Linked DNA regions of Pan troglodytes: region 1 is linked to region 2. The links are chromatin contacts, called in public capture Hi-C maps. All regions are on one chromosome and are shown on one strand. The core of a region is the stretch at or near the end of the contact, and the rest is flanking DNA. Distances in the headings are between cores, read along the strand shown. Region 1 has its middle 120 kb from the start of MAP3K7. Region 2 has its middle 110 kb from the start of BACH2.

What was found. Capture Hi-C pulls out chosen DNA fragments and counts their contacts.
Region 1: a capture Hi-C map of stem cell-derived neural stem cells shows a contact between it and region 2, with 3 times the contacts expected there. The contact joins two enhancer-like sites. A contact is called at or near these places in 3 of 7 Hi-C or Micro-C datasets (induced pluripotent stem cells and stem cell-derived neural progenitor cells) and 1 of 1 other capture datasets (stem cell-derived neural stem cells).

The regions. Positions count from the first base shown.
Region 1 is chr5:102,470,004-102,475,433 of NHGRI_mPanTro3-v2.0_pri, forward strand. No RefSeq gene overlaps it. Among named protein-coding and RNA genes, the nearest start is that of MAP3K7, 120 kb to the right of the region's middle. Within about 2 kb of position 1,483, at least 7 of the 24 cell types and tissues checked have an H3K27ac peak or open chromatin away from gene starts, as enhancers often do. A contact at or near this core is called in stem cell-derived neural stem cells, where this site is marked.
Region 2 is chr5:102,406,353-102,411,298 of NHGRI_mPanTro3-v2.0_pri, forward strand. No RefSeq gene overlaps it. Among named protein-coding and RNA genes, the nearest start is that of BACH2, 110 kb to the left of the region's middle. Within about 2 kb of position 2,054, at least 3 of the 24 cell types and tissues checked have an H3K27ac peak or open chromatin away from gene starts, as enhancers often do. A contact at or near this core is called in stem cell-derived neural stem cells, where this site is marked.

The DNA of each region.
Region 1 (5,430 bases), core at 233-2,732, 63 kb after region 2:
AATCTACCCAATTCCTAGTACTTAAGACTTAATATTTAGCAGAGTTTCATTAAAGAGATTTGGTATCAATTGTTTGAAGTACAGGTACCCTTAAATAGTGCTAAAATACCTCTCTACTCTTACTAATTAAAAAAAAACTATCAAGTTGTTAGTAAGATATTTTATTCCTAGAGATGGGCCTGTGAAATAGAATTATCACAGACTCCACATCCTGTTCAAAGTGTTTGAGAAATATTTTCTGGAGAACCTTCACATGATCTCTGTATTCTGAGATGTCCTTGCTTTTCAAATAGTGGTAAACAGATAATATTTGTTTTTTGTTTTTTAATTACAGGACAGGTATTAGTCAGGGTTCTCTAGAGGGGCAGAACTAATAGGATAGATGTATATATGAAAGGGAGTTTATTAAGGAGTATTGACTCACACGGTCACAAGGTGAAGTCTCACAATAGGCCGTCTGCAAGTTGAGGAGAAAGGAAGCCAGTGGTGGATCAGTCCAAGTCCCAAAACCTCAAAAGTAGGGAAGTTGACAGTGCAGCCTTCAGTCTGTGGCCAAAGGCCCGAGAGCCCCTGGCAAACCACTGGTGTAAGTCCAAGAGTCCAAAAGCTGAAGAACCTGGGGTCCGATGTTTGAGGGCAGGAAGCATCCAGCATGAGAGAAAGGTGAAGGCTGGAAGACTCAGCAAGTCTGCCCTTCCATCTTCTCTTGCCAACTTTATTCTAGCTGAGCTGGCAGCTGATTAGATGGTGCCCACCCAGATTGAGGGTAGATCTGCCTCTTCCAGTCACTGACTCACATGTTAATCTCCTCTGGCAGCACACTCACAGACACACCCAGGAACAATGCTTTGCATCCTTCAATCAAGTTGACACTCAGTATTAACCATCACAAGGTCCTCTTGGAAAATAAATCATGGATGGAATAATAAAGGAAACCACACTTTTGAGCCATCCCTTGTTCTTAGTTGTCACCTGGCTGTAGAAATATAGGAGGGGCAGTATATTCCCATGAGTCAGATAAGAAAATGGTAAATTTGGATGCTTCATATGCAAAAGCAGTGTCTCCATCGATCCCTCCATGGGCAGGAAAATCACTGCATTGCTTCTGCCCAGAGTCATTCTCCCACCACTCCACTCTTGAGTTCCCTGTGACCCATCACATCCACCGGCAGGGATGGGAGCAGGGAGTCTGTGACTGCACACACCCCTTATCTCAGTGGAAGCCAAATGACCCTAAGAAGTATCATCTCCTCAGCGTTGTCCCCATTATCACCCTTGTCTAAAAATGGTATGCTGTGTTTGAACATTGTTTTAAAAAGGATTTTCTCTAGAAGACATACTGGCCTTTTTAGAAAACAGCTTCTGGCATGCACCAAGATATTTTGTGACTCTCAGCTCTTTGAGAAGGCAGTGTGTCTCAGAAAGCCAGCGGTAAAAGCGATGGTTGCTAAGGGAACAATTGAATTGCTGACACTGAGACATGTAATGTGACTGAAAACTCTTTTTTTCTTCTCCTGCCACATGGAAAAGAAAGCAGATGAGTCAGAGGTAATGGTGGACTGTCCTTTCTGGCTGTTACGAAAGCTGAAAGGACCTAATAGCCTCTTAGTTAGCCTAAAGGGGAAGAGCCTCCTGGTAGTTAAAATTGACAAAAGCTGCTTGCAAGTTGTGGATAAGTTAGTGAAGGCTGGGGCTGAAACTGTGACTCAGAGTGAGTTGAAAAGAAAAAGAGCCACCTACGAACGAGACTGACATTCGACCATAGCTGATAACAAAATGCAGAAAGCACTACCTAGTCATATAGAGATATATGTACCTTTGAACACCGTCTCCTAAATACTTTGAAATATTTTTTAATTGTATGATTCATTCACTCATCTACCATTCAATTGCCATTTGGGGGAGTCCTCTTTTTTCAAACCCCTTTTTTGAGGTATAATTTACATACCTTAAAATTCATCCCTGTAGCTGTATAGTTTAATGATTTTGGGGGGTAACTTTTTAGAGTTCTACATCCCCCCAATCCAGTTTTAGAACATCTCATCTCACCAAAATGTTCCCTTTTGCCATTCACAGTCGATCCTTCCTCTTAGCCCCAAGCAACTACTGATGTGCTTTCTAGTTCTATAGATTTGTATTTTCTAGAAATTTTATCTAAATGGAATCATATGATCTACAGTCTTTTGTGTCAGGCTTATTTCATTTTGCATAATGCTTTTGCGGTTCATCCATGTTGTACCATGTATTGGTAGTTCATTCTTTCAATGCTGAATAATATTTCATTGTGTGGATATATCCCATTTTGTACATCCATTCACCAGTAGATGGACATTTGGGTTGTTTTCAGTTTAGAGCGATTATGAATAATGCTCATATGAACATTTATGTACAAGTTTTTGTGTAGACATGTTTTCATTTCTTGTGGGTACACAGCTAGGAGTACAATTACTGGGTAATATGTAAGTGTATGCTTAACTTTCTAAGAAACTGCCAAACTGCTTTCCAAAGTGGTTTTATCATTTACATTCCCATCAGTAATATGTGAGAGTTCCTGTTCCTCCACATCCTCTATGTTTGGTATTGTCAGTCTTTTTGATTACAGCCATTCTAATGAGTGTGTAGTAGTATTTTATTGCTATTTTCTATTGCATAATTCAATTCAATTTCATAACTGTAATGACTAATGGTGTTGGTTATCTTTTCATGTCCTAAATGTTTCTTATTAAGAAAAATATTTGAAATAATACAATTTTGAAGGGAAAATCTGAAAACCATAAAGCACATGTCTAAATATTCTCCATCAGAATTTGCAGAACAGTGTTTCTCATTGCAAACTATGTGCATTAGAATTACCCAGAGTGTTTGTTAAACATTCAAATCTCCCCCAGCCTACAGAACCAATACCTGGGGTAGGGGCTCTAGGGCCCACATTTTAATTTTTTAAAATTTTTTGTAGAGATGGGGTCTTACTTGTTGTCCAGGCTGGTCTTGAAATCCTGGGCTCAAGTGATCTTCCCACCTTGGCCTCCCAATGTTCTGGGATTACAGGCATGAGTCACCACACCCATCCAGAGCCCACACTCTTACTACTTCCATCGCTGATGGGTGATTCTTATGCACACTGGAGTTTGTGAGTCACCTCCCTAAACCCAAGGCACTTTTGCTAGCTTGGTGACCATTGCACTGACTGCAGGTTCAAGAATCACTGTCTCAGAGATAAGTAACCCTGTACGACAGGGGTCCCCAACCCCGGGCCGTGATGGCGGTGAGTGGCGGGTGAGCATTACCACCTGAGCACTGCCTCCTGCCAGATCAGCACCAGCATTCATTTCTCATAGGAGTGAGAACACTACTGTGAACTGTGCATACAAGGGCTCTAGGCTGTACACTCCTTATGAGAATCTAATGCCTGATGATTTGAAGTGGATGATTTTCATCTGGGAACCATCTCCTTCCCTATAACCCATATGTGGAAAAATGGTCTTCCATGAAACTGGTCCCTGGTGCCAAAAAGGTTGGGGTCCAATGCTATAAAGGACACCTTTGCCCCAAGCATAATGAACTCAGTGTGTAAACCTTCAGGGAAAACCATTTTTCTGACTCTAGGACAAAATGGAATTCATCAGACACAATGTATGTAATCCTTGTGTCCTGGAAGTATACAAAGAAATGCAACAACTTTGTTCTTCCCTCCCTTATAAGTGGACTAGAGGAACACAGACCAGAGAATGTATGTAGGCTAAGTGCCCTGAGTTCAAATCATGAAAACACTAGTAATTTTTGACAAGATAACACTGTTTTCAGTGTTATTCCCAGAAGCAAGGTTTTAACTTTATCATCAGATCCACTAAAAGCTTGTCAGTAAATGGCTTCAGTCCTTTCTCTGCAGGACTATGGGTCTAGTGGCCCAAGCTGGATGAAGGCATCTTAATCATGTCACCAGGTCCACAGATATTTATCTGTTAAGGTTGGCTGACCTAAATGATTTAAAAACTGCTCTTAGACCCAGAGTTCATTATGATCAGTGGGTCATGCATTATGCATAAGTTTGTAAGTGCTTTTGCTGTAACACACACAATAAGAACAAAAATCCAAAATGCCATGACCACTATGGGCTTTGGGAGGAGATTTTACTTTGAAAAGAAGGGTTGGTGGCTTAAAGGGAAACACTCTTTGTACCTCATGATGATGGCTCCAAGCAGAAAGTGTTAATAAAACCAGAAGAAAAGGGTTCAAAGGGTTCAAAAGAGCTTGAAGTGGGGCTGGGGCTGGTGGCCTGTAATCTTAACAAGACACCGCTTTTCTTTCCGTAAGAAGTCAGGCTAAAAAGAAATCTTCCAATTTGTACTTCAAACCAGTTTTAAATACATCAGGAAAAAATACATATACACACAACAAACCTCCCGCCCAGACACCCTTCCCCTGGCTGGTCATTCTATTTGGAGGGTCTGTGGGTGGCATCCTGTGCAGCCGATACATCATTGTGCTACTTGCCATATCTCCAGGGACACATAGGATACTCACACGTGATGACAGGACAGGATGCGGACTCTACCTGTGCTCTTTGGGGGACCATTTCCCTACAAATGGCTACTTGGAGGCATTGTGAAGTAGGATTGCTTTGTAGGAACCCAGAAATGCCAACGTTTATGGAACTACCAGGCACAAATTACTTGGCACTGCAAATTGGAACAATTAGCAAACCTTTGTGATGAAGGAATGCTGAACGTGAAACAACTTGAGAGTAGAATAAAAATGGACCCATTGTTCTTTGACTCAACTAAGTGCACATAATATATTCAGTCTGCTTTTGCCAAACCATATATTTATCTCTGCTGTTTGAGAGTGAGAGTGGGACTACTCCCAAGGCCCATTAGCCCCAGCCCTGGCCCTTACCAACTTGGAATGAAAGGAACAAGCAGTTCCTTCAAATGGATGAGAACTAGCTCCATTGCACAATATCTTGTACACAAGTCAAATGATGCCAATAACATTAGGTTAGTTTTTGTAATGGCCACAGATTTTTATAGAAATCCGTGATAGAGAAATGGGCCATCTGAAATAATGCCATTTAGTAATGTGACTTTTTCCCCTTTTAGATAAGTCCAAATTATGGACATACTGTTCCCTGTATTTGCCCAGATGGTAAACGAGACATGTTGGTTGGAAGTGAGCTTTAAAATTGGCACATAATTAGAATCTCTGTCCTACTAAAATAAAAATATCGAGTAGCTTGTTAATACTTTAACATTTTCTAACGACCACAAAACCTTCTTCTGGCTTGTCTCTATCTATATTATTTTTAAATGTCACCTATAGAATTATTGATGACCACCGTCTGGGGGATGAGTAACCAGTGACTTAAAGCTGCTGTCAGAGCTTGAAAACACTGTAAAGATCATCTTGGCCTCTCTTCCCTTCCTGCAGGTC
Region 2 (4,946 bases), core at 804-3,303:
GACTGCCCCGACACTCACCATAATCATTGAGGACTGTCCCTCTCAGGAGAGCTGCGACTGAAGGACAAGTGGAAATCCTCTGATCAGAAAGTATAAAACAGGACACCTTTTCAGCATCAGATTTGACTAGTAAGTAACCCCGGTCCTCTGGGCTAGGCCACCAGCCACTTCCTCAATGGAGGGCAACCAGTGTGTGAGGAGCAGGGCTTAGGAATAATTGGGTCACAGCTCTAAGGCTCCTTTCCTGACTGGGGTCGTTATTTCTAGCTCTTTGCCTTCCCTACCCATGATAGGATTGTACTCCTGAACCTTTTGTGACTGTGTGGGACCACGTGTTGATTCCAGCCAATGACAGTGCACAGATGTGATGTATGTTATGTCCAGACTGGAGTATTTGAATATCAGCCTGAGAACCTCCACACCTGTTTTTCCTTCTACCATAGGAACGTGGTGGTTGCTCTATTAGCCTGGGTGCCAGAGAAAGAGCAATGCAGAATTGAGTCTTCAGCCAAACTGTGATGAATAGGGAGTGAGACTGAGAAATAAACCTTGTTTTTCAGTCACTGAGGTTTTGGGGTTGATACTGTTGCACAGACTAGCCTATCCTGCCTGATAAACAAGGTACCACTCTCTGCTCCACCCTCTTCCTCTTGACCATAATACCAGGAGTATTTCAACCTGGGGAGAAAGGGCAGTATTTCTTAGAAGAGAGGGAAGCCCCATCAAGCTCCTGGCACGGCGTTGGCTTCATTGAGCAGTTGAGAACCTCTGGGGAGGTGTTAAACCAGCTCACTTGGGTTGAATTTTGAAGACCGCCCAGGACCAGAAGCTAACTCCGAAGCAGCTGTAGAGACTGACCTAGCACCCTGCTGGCATGCCCTGGGAGCCCAGGAGCTGGGCTGTGGGCTACCAGAGCTTTCTGAGAGCTTTGCCATTCACACCCTGGGTTGTTTGGCCCTGTGTGTGTGAGCTGGTGGGACTGCTGCCTGTGTGTTGAGACAGGAGGTGGAGAGGCAGGAAGAGGGAGGAGATGATTTGTGATGTAGCCCTCCTAAAGTCAGCTAGGCTGACTAAGCATAGCATGCCATCCTGGGTCACAGCCCTCCCTCCCTCCCTCCTTCCCTCCCTTCTTTCCTTCCTTCCTTCTCCCTCCCTCCATCCCTTTCTTCCTTTTTTCCTTCCTTCCCCTTTTCCTCTCTCCCTCCCTCCCTTCCTTCCTTTCTTCCTTTCTTTCCTTCCCTCTTTCCACCTTTCTTTCCTTCCTCCCTCCCTCCCTTCCTCTCTTCGTTCTTTCTTTTATTCAAGAACTATTATTGAGCATGGACCACATCCCAGGCACTGTGCTATGTCCCGGAAACACAGTGGTGAGTAAACCTATCATAGCTGTGGCCATCCTGTAGCTTAAGTTCCCACAGAGATGAGGCCAGTGATGTTGGACGCAGAGGCACCCAGCCACATTTTCAATGGTGGCTAAAGAATGCTCCCAATGACTGTGTAAATGTGTCCTGTCAGAACCATGGAGAATCTTTTCTGTCCCAACGCCCCTCCATGCCCAGGTAATAAATATTTTCTCCCCTCAAGGGAATCACCTCTTGTCATCTTTGCTCTTCTGCTTGGAGTTTTCTTCATGATCCTTCCTGGTAGTTACTTGCGGCTTTTTGCTATTCTGCCCTTTCCTTTAGTTCGTCTTAGTAGGTGGCCCATTTCTGACATTTCCCCACAGTCTCTTGGCTTCTGCCACATCCCATGTCCTCAGCCTCATAGCCCCCTTGGACTTCCTTCCTCATTACAACTAACAGAATTCACAGTTCTTTCCCCTGGCGGCGGCTGTCTTCCGCTCACCTAGCATCGTGGATAGCTCTGCTCCACATGTGTTCAGCAGGGGAGCTGGGCCGTGGCAAGCCTCCCTTCAAAGCTGACATCCTGCTTGTGTTACTAGTCTGCATTATTAAGAAGACCTCTTTGACAGTCAGTGTCCAGTAGGAGCCTGCTAGAGGAGAGAGCAGCAGCGTCTGGGTCTGGCCCAAGTCTCACAGCTGGAAACAAGGGAGGATCTTATCTCTGCTCTTTCAGCATGGCCTAGAGTTTGATGCAATGTGTAACGTGAGCCTCCCAGTCTCCTACCAGCTCCCCGGAGGCTGCAGACACCATGCTCATTTGGCTTCCTCTCATTCTTCTCTGCACTGCCACGCCACTACCGCTAACAGGCATTACCACGTAGAGGCAAGGACAGATGTCCTTGGCATGAATTCTTGTTCCAGCACTTCCTAGCTGTGTGATCTTCACTGTAGTATTTAACTCCTCTCTGCCTAAATTTTTCTCCTGTGAAATGCACATGAACTAGTACCTAGTTCACAAGGTGTTGATGATAAGAGGACCCACATAAAATGCTTATCCCCGGGTCTGTATCTGGGTTCTGGCAGCGGGTCAACCATAGCCCCTGGAGGGCACTTCCCACCCCCAAGCTCTCACTCATGAGCATGTACACGTTCCAAGCATTGTGCTGGGTCACTCACGAGTCACCTTACATAATCAACCACTCCACCACAATGCATTCATTGTGCATTGCAAAAGCATTTCAAGACTTCACTCTTGAATGTTTTGTTTTAACGTGACATTAGGTGACACTTTGCTTCATTTTGCAAAGAAATGTAAAATCTGCCTAGTCAATTGGAAGTGGAACTCTGTTCATTGATAATATCAATCAATTTCATGAATTGTTATTATCAACCAAAGAATAATTATGTATAAATAACAAGCCATTGTCTAGAACTTCAAATGTAGAAATAATTTTTAAAAATCAGGTTTCTAACGTGCTTACTGATCCTAATATCAGAGAAAAAATAAAGGTCCATTAATTTGTAATATCTTTTACTTGTTGGTAGTTGTTGTTTTTCCTGATTTAGGAAAGATAAGAGCCTAAGTTATTGAAGCTTTCAAACTTTGAGAAAAATATTTTCTGGAAAGGACTTGTGGCATCTGACATTGATGGGGTTCAACATGCTACACCCAAATATGGTACTTTCGCGTATTGAATATTTTAAGCTGAAGGAATTTGAAAAAAATTGCAGAAGCAGAAAGATCTCTCTGGCCTTCCTTGCCCTTCCTCCCTGAAGGATTTTCTGACCTTTCCTAGGAGCAGGTCATAAGACGCTCATGTAAGAGATGTGCTCCCTATACCAGAGTAAAGGAACAACCTCATCTCTGAAGACACAGGGACACAGAGAAGAATCTGAACAAACAGGCCTTGCTAAGTCCTCTCCGTCCCCTAGTTTATTACATTAAATTCTGCCCTTTTTGCCCTATCATATTTCTCCACAAGTGTCCTCTCTTTATCTATCAAACCTAGCATAAAAATACACAGATTTAACCATTTCTTTGGATCCTCATTTCCTTATGAAGACTTCTGTGTCATGTAAAACTTAAACAAATGTGCATGCATTTCTCTCTCTTTTTTTTTTTTTTTTGACAGGGTCTCGCCCTGTCGCCTAGGCTGAGGTGCAGTGGCATGAACACAGCTCACTGCAGCCTCGATCTCCCTGGCTCAAGTGTCAAGTGACCCTCCTGCCTCAGCCTCTGGAGTAGCCAGGAGCACAGGCATGCACCACGCCTGGCTAATTTTTTTTTTTTTTTTTTGAGACGGAGTCTCACTCTATTGCCCAGGCTGGAGTGCAGTGATGCGATCTTGGCTCACTGCAACCTCCGCCTTCCAGGTTCAAGGGATTCCCCTGCCTCAGTCTCCTGAGTAGCTGGGATTACAGGCACCTGCCACCATGCCCAGCTAATTTTTGTATTTTTAGTAGACATGGGGTTTCACCCTGTTGGCCAGGCTGGTCTTGACTCCTGACTTCAACTGATCTGCCTGCCTCAGCCTCCCCAAGTGCTGGGATTACAGCCATAAGCCACCATGATGCTTGGCTAATTTTTAAATTTTTTGTAGAAATAGGGTCTTCCCGTGTTGCCCATGCTGGTCTTAAACTCTGGGGCTCAAGCAATACCTCCTACCTCAGCCTCCCAAAATGCTGGGATTATAGGCATGAGCCACCACATCCAGCTGCATTTCTCTTTTTAATCTCTTTATTGTTTAGGGATCTAAGGCACTTTTCCTCCCCTACATCTTTGAGAACTTCTGTAACACTAGATTTATAACCTGATTTTCTGGTAAAAGGCATCTCAACAAGTATCAGAGAACTATCCAAAGCTGATGCATATTTATCTGAACTCCTTTATGTCAAATCTCTTATCATCATTGAAATCTTTAGTTTTATATATATATAAAGTATATATGTTATATAAATATATGTTTTATATATGTGTTGTATATGTTATATAAATATATACTTTATACATATATAAAGTATAATACATTATATATATTTTATATATATTATACATATATACGCACACATATATAAAACTTGGGTGTGTTTACTTATAAACAACACTAAGCAAAGTTTCTGCTGACAGACCTGTCAAAGGCTGGCTTCCTGAACATTACCACCAGAGCCCTTTAATAAGCAAAGCAGAGAGTATTACTTACCATAGTACAGAAGAGCAAACACCATCTAGGCAGAGCTTTGGCAATGACTCAGAGGAGAAAGGTGACATCAGAATTTCTTGAAAATTGGAAGTTTGTTAACAGTAAGATCAGTGGAAAGAGGAAGGTGGGGATTCTGGGAGGAGGGATACAAAAAATCTTAGAGTGAAATAAATGATTTGTTGATGCTTTCCTTTGAAGGGTTGAGGAATTTTTTGTGAAGTTTGGGCAGCGGTCCTGCAAAAGCAAAGTCGCGTTAATGTAGACAGTGAGAAGTGCTTTCAGCTCTTGGTGTCCAGGCTGAGTGTGGAGTAGATGGTCTTGATTCTCACACCTAGGAGAAGATCTGCTTCCCTGGGGCTGGGGTCCTGGGCACTTCTTTTGTCACAGGCTTCAAGTTGCAGGCATG